Regions from separate parts of the Mus musculus genome. Here region 1 is linked to region 2. Evidence: chromatin contacts called from public targeted proximity ligation data. All regions are on one chromosome and are shown on one strand. The core of a region is the stretch at or near the end of the contact, and the rest is flanking DNA. Distances in the headings are between cores, read along the strand shown. Region 1 has its middle 7.7 kb from the start of Gm36913. Region 2 has its middle 14 kb from the start of Scgb1a1.

What was found.
Region 1: a targeted proximity ligation map of bone marrow-derived macrophages shows a contact between it and region 2, with 8 times the contacts expected there. A contact is called at or near these places in 4 of 130 datasets of targeted methods (bone marrow-derived dendritic cells, bone marrow-derived macrophages, extraembryonic endoderm stem cells and 1 more).

What each region holds. Positions count from the first base shown.
Region 1 is chr19:9,952,489-9,958,101 of GRCm38.p6, forward strand. No RefSeq gene overlaps it. Among named protein-coding and RNA genes, the nearest start is that of Gm36913, 7.7 kb to the left of the region's middle.
Region 2 is chr19:9,071,729-9,077,125 of GRCm38.p6, forward strand. It overlaps a transcript of Ahnak not described here. Among named protein-coding and RNA genes, the nearest start is that of Scgb1a1, 14 kb to the right of the region's middle.

The sequences.
Region 1 (5,613 bases), core at 758-3,257, 880 kb after region 2:
AAAAGAAACTTAGGGAGGACAGACTTTTATTTGACTCCCACGTCATCAGGAAGGAAGTCAGAGTCTGAACTCAAGGCAGGAACCTGAAAGCAGGAACTGAAACAAAGACAGTAGAGAAACACTGCTATTGGCTAGCTCCCAACGGTTTGCTCAGCCTGATTTTTTTATAGAACCAAGGACCACCTGTCCAGGGATGATACCACCCACAGTGGGCCGGGTTCTCTCACATCAATCATAAATCAAGAGAATGCCCCACAAGCTTGCCTTCAGGACAGTGGGATAGAGCCATTTTCTCAACTGAGGTTCCCTCTATCCGGATGATTCAAGCTGTGCCAAGGGGACAAAAATTAACCAGGACTGGTGGAATAGCTTCTTTGGTCTTTGTTGGAGCCCGTTTTGGGATGAATAGACATTTGTTTTCCCCAGACAGCGTTTACTCTGTAACTTCCTGCTACCCTTTGAGAGGTGGTCCAGGACTCTAATGTGTAATCTGGTGGGTTGCATCATCAGTTTCCTGTTTTCTATCTCTGGGAATCAGGACTCAACAAAACACTTCTCACTAGCAGTCCCTGGAGGTTGCCATCAGCGGAGACAGAAGTCACCTGGGTGAGGATAGTGTGAACAGGTGGAAGGTGTCACAGTTCTGTCCTTAGACTAGGGGCCTGGTCTGAACAGGAGGGGAGATGAAGCGTCAAGAGTCAACATGTCTTGCTGTCTGCATGGCCCAGAGGTGTGGGGTCCCAGCTGCATGTGAAGTCTGTTATGCCCCTCATGACAGTCTATGGCCTCTTAAACCACAAGCTGAGTAACTGTCCTTTTCTCAGGTTGCTTTTGCCATAGCAACAAGAAAGGTTAAAAAATAGAGCTGATAGTTTATGCGTGTTCTCCAGACTCTAGAGTCTTGAGAGGTCTGTGTTCAAGCCCTATGCTCATTTTTCGATTGAGTTTTCATTGTTGAGGGTTTTTTTTTTCCATTTTTTATTAGGTATTTAGCTCATTTACATTTCCAATGCTATACCAAAAGTCCCCCATACCCACCCACCCCCACTCCCCTACCCACCCACTCCCCCTTTTTGGCCCTGGCGTTCCCCTGTTCTGGGGCATATAAAGTTTGCAAGTCCGATGGGCCTCTCTTTCCAGTGATGGCTGACTAGGCCATCTTTTGATACATATGCAGCTAGAGTCAAGAGCTCCGGGGTACTGGTTAGTTCATAATGTTGTTCCACCTATAGGGTTGCAGATCCCTTTAGCTCCTTGGGTACTTTCTCTAGCTCGTTGAGGGTTCTTTGTTTTTGTTTGCTTTGAGGTAAGATCTCACTAGGTAGTTTAGGCTGGCCTTGAACCACTTATGCAACCCACTCTGGCCTCAAACTTAGGATCCTTCTGCCCAGACCACCTCTTTGAAAAAAGTAGTTATGCCCATAGTGCAAATGGCTGCTCATTCAACCAACTGTCCAAGTCAAATAAACATTAAACGTAAATGTGTCTGTGGGGTGGGTAAGTGTGTTTGCATGTTAGTATGTGTATGATTGGCCTGGGACTCTCTACCTCTGCCACTCAAATGCTAGAATTAAAATTAAAGATAGGTGTCATTATGCCCAGCCCTCCACCTTACTTGTTTTATTTTTGAGACTGCATCTCTTGCTGAACCTGGATCATACCAACTAACTAGGCTGGCTGCCCAGAAAGTCCTAGTGATCCTCCTGTCTCTAGGGTGACATGTGCTACCACACCCAGCTTTTTATGTGAGATCTTAATCTAACTCAGCTCCTCATGCTAGCACGGCAAGTACATACTGACTCAGCCATCTCCCCACCCCTAAAAACTGACTCTTGAAAATTATCTGGAAGTTACTATCCCCAAAGGGGCTAGCAGCCCCATATCTTCTTGTCAGAGACCAATAAGCCATCCTAAAAACAAAATCTCTGCGCAGCACTGTATGGTTTAGGCAAGAGCAAAACCCTCTGCCCCGGGGCTGCCATTTGGTGTCTGAACCATTGCCCTGGGATCTTTCCGTACACTATGACCCACAGTGGGCAGCCAGCTGCCTGGGAGGAGTGCTGGCAGGCAGCTATCCCACTTCCTCTACACCCATCATGGGACAGAAAGAGCTGGGTCCTGTGGGCGGGAAGAATTTGAGAGGGAGGGGGAGATGGGCAGAGAGGGAGGCCCTTTTAGGGGCCTGAAAAACACTGAAAAAACACAGTCTTCTTCCAGCAGATTCGTTTGGAGGCACTGTTGAGCACCGGCCTTGGCCCTGATTCAGGGCTATTGCTCAATACTAACAGAGAACAGCAAGACAGCAAAGGCCACAGTTCTGCCGGGAAATTTTTTCTGTCTGTTTCTTTTCTCCTTTCCTTTATTCTACAACTACCCTAGCCCCCACACCCTTCTGTCCACGCCTGGGCATCGCTGGGATGACTCCTAAGGTAGCTAACAGCTACCTCAGAGAGAAGAGAAGAGGGAGCGGATGGGTCTCTCAGAGGCTGGAGAGCTGGAGCTTGTGAAGTGCAGGCAGAGATGACTACTGCTCTGCCTACCTGGTCTGTGTGTCCCTGCTGGTGAGGAAGTTGAAGTTTTGCTTCTTCTGGAAACCCCACTCACTTGGCCTCGGGCTGCTGTAATGTGTAGCCTTCCCTCCCTCTCCTGGGCAGTCTGTCACCAGCAGCAACCCCAGGGCTCTTCTCAGAGAACACCACTCTGGCAAACTCGAGATTCCTAGCTTCACAGCAGAAAAGAATTTCAGAACTAGACACTGTAAAGGACGGTTCAGGTTTATTAAAAGAGGTGTGTGTGTGTGTGTGTGTGTGTGTGTGTGTGTGTGTGTGTGTTTTGAAAGAGGGTTTCTCTGTGAAGCTCTGGCTGTCCTGGTCTCTGTAGTCCATGCTGGCCTTAAACTCAGAGATCTGTCTACCTCTGCCTCCCTAATACTGGGATTAAAGGTACTCATTGTTCCACCACTGCCTGGAGAGAGATTTTTTTAAAAATATGTTTTAAATACACAAGTGTTAAAAGAAAATGAGAAAAGCTAGAGAAGACACAGCAGAGAGCACAGGGTGGCTTATCTAAGAGACACAGCCTGCTGTCTTTACAATAGCCACGTATAGCATTTAGGTTGGTTCTAAATGTCTTCTCTTGAAAGGGTTTCTAAGAAAACCAAATGAACCCACAGGGTGGTCCTGAGGTGCACAGATAAGGTTCCAATGGATAAGGTAACATTCTAGATCCCAGATACAGGAAGACAAAATGTCTTCACTGTAAACATAAGACTATGTCCAGGGAAAGAGAGGGGCTCTAGCTAAGGCCACAAATCTAGTTTACTGCTATTATAGCATAGAAAATCTGTATGTGAAAGAGATGCATCTTTGTGGCCACAACTTTCACAGCAGATGCTGTGCTGGGATGTCTGCTTCTCAGATGTTGAAAGGAGTGAAACAGACTGGAATGGTGTTCCTTTCTTTCCCTTCCTACAGCCCCAGAATTTCCCCTGGATTTCTAAATCAGGTGAGTTAGAACTTATGTGCCTAGCACATAATCCCTGCACTTGGGAGGCAAAGGCAGGTGGATCCCTAAATTTGAGACCAACCTGGTCTACAGAGAGTTCCAGACCAGCCAGGACTACACAGAAAAAAAACCTTGTCTCAAGAAACCAAAATGAGGCCTGGCACGGTGGCACACACCCTTAATCCACTCAAGAGGCAAAGGTAAGCATATCTCTGAGTTTGAGGCCAGCCTGATCTACAAAATGAGTTCCAGGACAGCCAGGGCTACACGGTGAAACCTGTCTCAAAGAAACAAAATAAGCAAGTAGATAGATAGACAGACAGAATGTATTGCCTAATTGTAATTCTTTTGAGTGTTGGGTTTTTGATACAGGGTCTCTCTATGTAGTCCTGGCTGTTCTGGGACTCACTATGAAGACCAGGCTGGCCTGGGACTCATAGAGTTCAGCCTGCTTCTGGATTAAAGCTGTATACCATCGTGCCCAGCACCGTTGTTATTTGGAACAATGGTAACTTGAAAACACGAAGGTTTCCAGAGGCATTTTAAGTTCTGTCTCAACCCTGATATCTTCCACCAGCTCTGAGAAGTGGCCTCCCAAGCTTAGTGTCCTCTGAGTCCATGGTGTCTACTCTGAGTCACCTTATGTGTACCCAGCTCCCTGTTAGGGGCCTAAAGAGAGAGCTAGGAGTGATCTTTGGCTTCTTAGCACATAAAAAGATGCAGTCTCCCCACCAGGAGAGGGGAAAGGAAGTTGGAAAACGAAGATGTGACCAGCATCAGTAAGGACTATAGACTGGGAGCACAGAGGCAGCAGAAGCAAAGGCATCTCTGGGGAGGGGAGTTACCAAGGAGACAGTGGGAATCACTAACACTGTCCCACTCTCATCCCTATTAGCAACCATTGCATCCTCATTTGCAATGGATTTGTCATTGGCTGGAAGCTGGAGTCTTTGATGAAATGAAGGAGAGTAGCATGTGTGGATTCTGCTGCTCCAGAAACACCTCTGTTGGGAGTGGGATGCTCCAACTGCCTCTGGGGAGCAATCAGCTCCTTGCTGGTGAAGGTGTGAGTGGACAGAGATGGTGGAATGTCTCCCAACCTGCCTAAGTTCTGGGAAGAACAAGGCTGATAGAAAGCAAGGCCATCTCCTCCTCAAAGCTTTACTCCCCCTGCCAAACCACATCTTCCTCACTCCAGGGGAGTGAGATAAGGGCCCTGGGGAGTGGTGACCCAGATGAGGCCAACATGGGGACAACCCGAGAAGGCCAGACAACCTGGGTCACTCTTTCCTATACACATACCTAAGAGACAAGACATGCTCCCAGGGACGGGGTGATGGCAGCACCCAGCCCTGAGAGCCGATGGCACCATGATTACCTCTGTGTGCTCACACATGGTGGAAGCCAGAGGACAACCTTGGGTGCCATTCCTCAGGTGCTGTCCATCTTTTTTTTTTTTCATATTTATTTTATTATTTTATTAGGGGTGGGAGGGGAAGGTGCCATGAGGGAAGGCCAGAGAGGGCATTGGTCCCCTGTAACTGGGGTTGCAGGAGGTTGTGAGCCTTCATAGGGCTGCAAGGAAGCAAATCCCAGGCCTGCATGTGTAGCAAGTGTGCTTAACTGCTAAACCATTTCTTCTGCAGCTTCCCCTCTCCCCAGCCACACTCGCCTTGTTTTTCTGAAACAGTGTCTGGCTGCCTTGGAGCTTACTGACTGAGGCTAGACTAGCTCTCCAGAGAGTCCATGGGGTTGGCCTCTCTCTGTGTCTTCAGCACTGGGGTCACAAGCACTCACCACCATGTGAGCAGGTGGATCTGGGGATCAAAGTTGTGTCCTCACACTTTCCAGGCAAGTACTTTACAGATAGCCATCTCCTCAGTTCCTGCCACAATTTCTGAGGCCATTTTACCTTTTTTTTTTTTTTCTCCAAAACTAGGAAATGAACCTAGGGCCTCATGCGTGTGAGGTAACTGCTCTCCCACTGAGCTACAGCTACAGCCACAGCCCCTCTTTCCACTTTTTATTTTGAGAAAGAACCTCATTAATTTACCTCGGCTGGCTTCAAACTCACTCTGTCTTCCAGGCAAGTCTTGAACTTGGGATCAC
Region 2 (5,397 bases), core at 1,248-3,747:
ACAATGGAGAGTGCTTGCTGTACAGATGGCCTCTGACATCCGTTGAGAGTCACTGGGGACAACTGAGGTGGAGAATAGCTGATGGAACTAGCCCCCACTCCCTCTCATGTATAAATGTTATTTTAAACTTTCCCTAAACCACCAGGGTTCCTATGATGACTCCCGGTGTCTGGAGGAGATTGCAGAGTTACTGGACTCCCTGCAGGACTTGGCCCGGAAACTAAGGGACACTCTATGCCACCATGGCTCTGGAGGCAGGGCAGTGGTGGCTCCTGAGAACAGGCATAGATTGCCCGGCGGCTTCAGCTCAAGGACCAGACCTGGAAGGGTCCTAGGCTGGGTCTGTCATTTCTACAGCCAGGGTCTTTAAGGCCAGTTAGGGGCAGAAGGCCCAGGGCTGTGTCCAAGGAATGGGGTGGAGTTTCCTTTTTCCTTGTTCTCTTTGCACTTAGCCTTTTAGTTGTAGAGTTTAGAACATTTATCAGCCTTTCTGGGTTCACTTTTCATCACCAGATAATAGATTGGTTGCAAAAAATGATAGGGTCATGTGTATAATAACAAGAGGGGCTGGAGGGTGTGTGATGCTGTCTGCAGTCTGTGGGAGTCTGTCAAGAAAGACCGTGTAAGGATGGTGATCAGGAAGACAGAGTGAGGAGTGATGTAGGCCACGGTGGGGCACAGGATAGTCATTTTTAAGATACAACAACATTCAGAGGAGGGGACCTGGACAGATTTCTCAGTGGTTAAGAATTCTGGCTGCTCTTCCAGGGGACCCTGAGTCTCAGCATCCACATGAGATGAATCACAACTACTTGGAACTCTAGCTCCAGGGGATCCAGTGTACTCTTTTTTTGTTTTGTTTTGTTTTTGCTTTGTTTTTTTGAGATGGGGTTTCTCTGTATAGCCCTGGCTGTCTGGGAACTCATTCTGTAGACCAGGCTGGCCTTGAACTCAGAAATCTGCCTGCCTCTGCCTCCCAAGTGCTGGGATTAAAGGTGTGCGCCACCACTGCCTGGCCAGTGTATTCTTCTAGCTTACACACACACACACACACACATTTTTTTAAAGTAAAAGATATGACAATGTGACAATATTTAGATGTATAGCTTATGTTATACAGGAGGCTTAAGCAGAAGGCTCATTCATGAATTCAATGTTAGATAGTGTTATATAGTGAATTCTAAGGATACTTGAGGCTACCCAGTAAGACCATGTCTCTTATATTTTTGGTTGTGAGCCTAGACTTTAATGGCTGAGCCATTTCCCTAGCACAAGGCCATGTCTCAAAAAATTAGATAAAATAGTAAAAGAGGGCTGGTGAGATGGCTCAGCGGTTAAGAGCACTGACAACTCTTCCAGAGGTCATGAGTTCAAATCCCAGCAATCACATGGTGGCTCACAACCATCCATAATGAGAAACAAACAAACAAACAAAACTTATGGGCTAGAGTGAGCAGGGCCAGAGCGAGCAGGGGGTGGGAGGGAGAGGCTGGAGCAAGATGGAGAAGGGAAGGGGGAAAATAATAATAATAATAATAGACGTGGGAAGGTGAGCAGGATTTTTGACATGTATATCACTGAAGTGTGATATTCTTACCATTTGTTTCATATTATCTGGTGTTTATATTGAAGATTTATTTATTTATTTATTTATTTATTTATTTATTTATTTATTATTTATTCTGTTTATTTGTTCATGTATACATGTATGTGTGTGTTCATGTGTCACTGCCCTCATGTGGAAGTTAGAGGAAAACTTTTGGGACTCACTTCTCTCCTACATTTGTCAGTTCTGAAGATCAATGACAGGTTGTCAAGCTTGGTGGCAAGTGCCCTTACCTGCTGGGCCATCTTGCCAGCCCATTTGTTTAGTACGCATCCCAGGCTGGTACAGAACCTGTGACCATCCTGCTTTGGCCTCCCAAGTACTATGGTTACCAGTATGCCCTGCCATGCCCAACTTTCCTGATTAACTTTTAAAACCTTTAAGTTTAATTAAAAGTGATTTTTAGCTGGAGCTGTAACTCAGGTGGTATCGTGCTTCCCTGGCAGGCTTGTAACCCTTAGTGGAGAAAAGGCCAGTGCAGGCATTGATTCCAGGCTGCCTCCCGGATCTCTTGTTCTCTATTGTCTTCAGTGGGGACAGGTGTGGTCAGAGGGCATGGCTATCCTTTTAGTCATGATTACAGGGTTGCACTGAGATGTGACCACAGTATGAGTCATCATGAGATATTCTGGATGCGATCGGCGGTCATCTTTGTCCACTAAAAGAAGCTCAGGCACCGAGATGCAGGCATGGACATTGGCACTCTTGGGCTGGGGGCTTGTCAGATCTTGCTCGCTCTGGTTTCTGGAATGGGAGAAAGTTTTGGAGAGAGAGAGAAGCTGTGGAAAGCAATCCCTGCCCCCCCCCCTCCCGCAAGGGCCTGGAAATCCTGCTGCAAGGCCTGGAATTTCGTCTTCCTGTTTAGCCTGGCTGTTGTTCACCCACATTTTTGGCCCTGACACATCCTCTTCCTCCCCCTCCCAGGATGTCTCCTCATCTGCAAAATGAGGGGGTTGTATTAGATCGTATCTCAGGCCCCTTTACGTTTGAAAAAGTGATGATCCTGCTTCCTAGACACTTCCTCACTTTCCCCGCAGGCCTTTTGATTGACAGAAGAGGAGGGAGAATGTATGTACGTTCTATCTATAGCTCTAGCTCAAAACAGAGTGATCTAGCCCAACAGAGAGTGATCCAGCCCAGGAACTCAGTGGCATTGAGGTTGAAAGACACTGTTTAGAGAAGGAGAGACAGAGGAGGTGGAAGGACTTGAAAGACGGGTGTGTAAATGCTCTATAGGTAGTGGATAAATGGCAGTGAAAGAACAAGAATGAAAGAGGAAGAAGATGGATGTGTGGCCAGTGTTTAAAAGGGAGAGACTAGGAGCTGCTGGCACAGGATGGATGTGTCGGCAATGTGCTTACAGCTTGGGTGAATAGATTTTAAGCTGCTGACCTCAGTATAAACCAGCGCTGAGAAGTGCTACAGTTTGGATGCTGAATGCTCCCTGAGACAAGGTTTACGTGTTTAAGGCTTGTTCCCCAGGGTGCCATTGGGAGGTTATTAGGGGTGTGCCCTTTGAAAAGATCGGGGGACCTCAGCTACTACCTCTTTCTCTGCTTCCTGGCCACGGGGTGAACTGTTCTGCTTCATTCTCCTGTAGTTGTAACTGGCCTGGCAGAAATGAAGCTGTTCTAAGGTATCACTCAATCTAACTCTCAAACTACTGAAATAGTGGGCTCCAAAGAAATGGGAATTTCCTGGAATTCTCTAGATGGGCAGAGGAAAAGGTTCCACCAGCCAGAGCCGGAGCTTGTCTTCCAGAAAGAGATTTCACTCAGTCCTAACAGCTTGTCAGGAAGAGACTAAAACCCAAATAAAGATGGGTTCTTGGTGGGCGGGCTCACAACTTGACAGGAACTGCTTAGCTGTGCTTGTCTTTGGCCCTCTATCTAAACTTTGATCTCACTTTTAGACTCTGAAGATAGGGTTGGAAGCAGAGGTGGCTGGATCTCTCTGTCCTTCCCAGTGTGGCCACATGGAATGATCGCCATTCTCTGCTTTCCACTTTTAATTTGACTCTTTCAATTGGCTTATTGGGGATCGGTGGCTGTACCTGACACAGACAGGCTATGAATCCCAAGTTCTATAACAGCCACCTGGCTTCATCAAAGGCCCAATGGAATGGGGTGTGTCAGATCTTGGATTATCTTCTCCAAAACACATGGTTTCAGATAAGTGTTTCTCCTTATAAAAGAATCATCCTGTTATTTCATTATAGTAACAGAAATCTGACCACACAAAGAGATTGATGGCACACCCTCCCCCAATCTCCTGATTCACTATGAAAGAGCCACACCCTGTGAGGGACCCTTCCTCTGGAATTTTGAAGGGGTGGCTGTTAATGTCACATGACAGTATGAGGATAACACACTGGGTGGTCCAGTGACTCAGGCAATCACTTCCCTATGAGCTCTATCATGAGGCAGTCACGCTTTCTCTTGCTTTTCACTAAAATGACAATCCAGTTGTTATTGCTAGAGTCAGATAAAAGAAGATGAAGAGAAATAAGAACTATATTGTGCCTGTAACTCCAGCTACTCAGGAGGCCTGAGAGACGAGGCTTGAAATTGGAGGCTAGCCCAGGCAACTTAGTGAATGAGACCTTATCTACAAAGGGATGGGGAGGTAGCTCAATGGTAGAGTGCATGAGTAGTGTGTGCAATGCCCTGGGTTCAGTGTCCAGTGGGTGTGAGTGCCTGTACAGGCCAGAAGAAGGTGTTGGAGCTCCCTAACCTGGAGTGACAGGCAGTTGTGAATGGCCTGACTTGGATGCTAGGAGCCCAGTTCAGATCCTCTGAAAGAGCAAGAAGCAGGTTTAGCTTCTGAGCTGGCTCTCCAGCCCTGAATGTGATTTCTTAATGGCTAAGGCTAGAGGTGGCTGCTCTCTTCCTGGCTCCTCACCTTCATCTGCTATTTGGATGTTCTCTAGAACACATTGTTCTCTTCTGGTCTTGGGCTTGTACAGGGCACCCAAAGGACACATACTGACTTCTTACAGCTTCCATTCAGTCTTTACTGAATGGAAACCACACAAGGAGGTACGTCCAAACCCAAACATGACGAACAATAGGAATTTCCAATGCTTTCTACTAGGCGCAGGTTTCTACTGTTTCAAGGTTCTGCTGGGCTGGGGTGGTGAGGAGGCCTTTTCCAGCTCACGTAGACTGAACAGGATGGAAAGATGCGAATAGTGTTTGGAATAATAATAATATAATAAAATATCTCTGTTGTTGTTTTACAGGGCTGTAGCAGTGGCCAGGAAGAAAACTGCCCCCACTGGAGGTTGTTTTTGTGATTGTTCTTTGGAGCATTGTTCTAAAAATGGGAAATCACATCTTGCCATGCCAAAGGAAACAAACACCTGCAGTTAAAGGGATGCCTTCTTTGAGGTGGCTTTTTGGAGCAAACACAGTTGTAGCTACAGCCGCTTCTGGATAGAGGCTGTGGCAGAAGTTTGACGGGCCCTTTCTTTGCTTGCAAGGGATGGGATGTGGGCTTATTTTCGTATCTAGGGTGGGCTTTGGCAGCTGTGGGTATAGGCGACTCTCTTCTTACCTACCCAATAAACTTTTGTCATGCATTGTTTGTTCTGTGATCACCATGATGGGTTTTGCGTACTTATTTGTATTTTGAGATGGTCTCAAAATAATGAAACTCAAGCTGGCTTCAAATTTACAATCCTCCTGCCTCAGTTTAGGGAGTGCCGGGATTATAGGTATGTACCACCACACCCTTTTGGCTCAATAGGGGTCTGTTCTGTTTCCTTCCTTGGCTTGCTCACATTCCTGGGA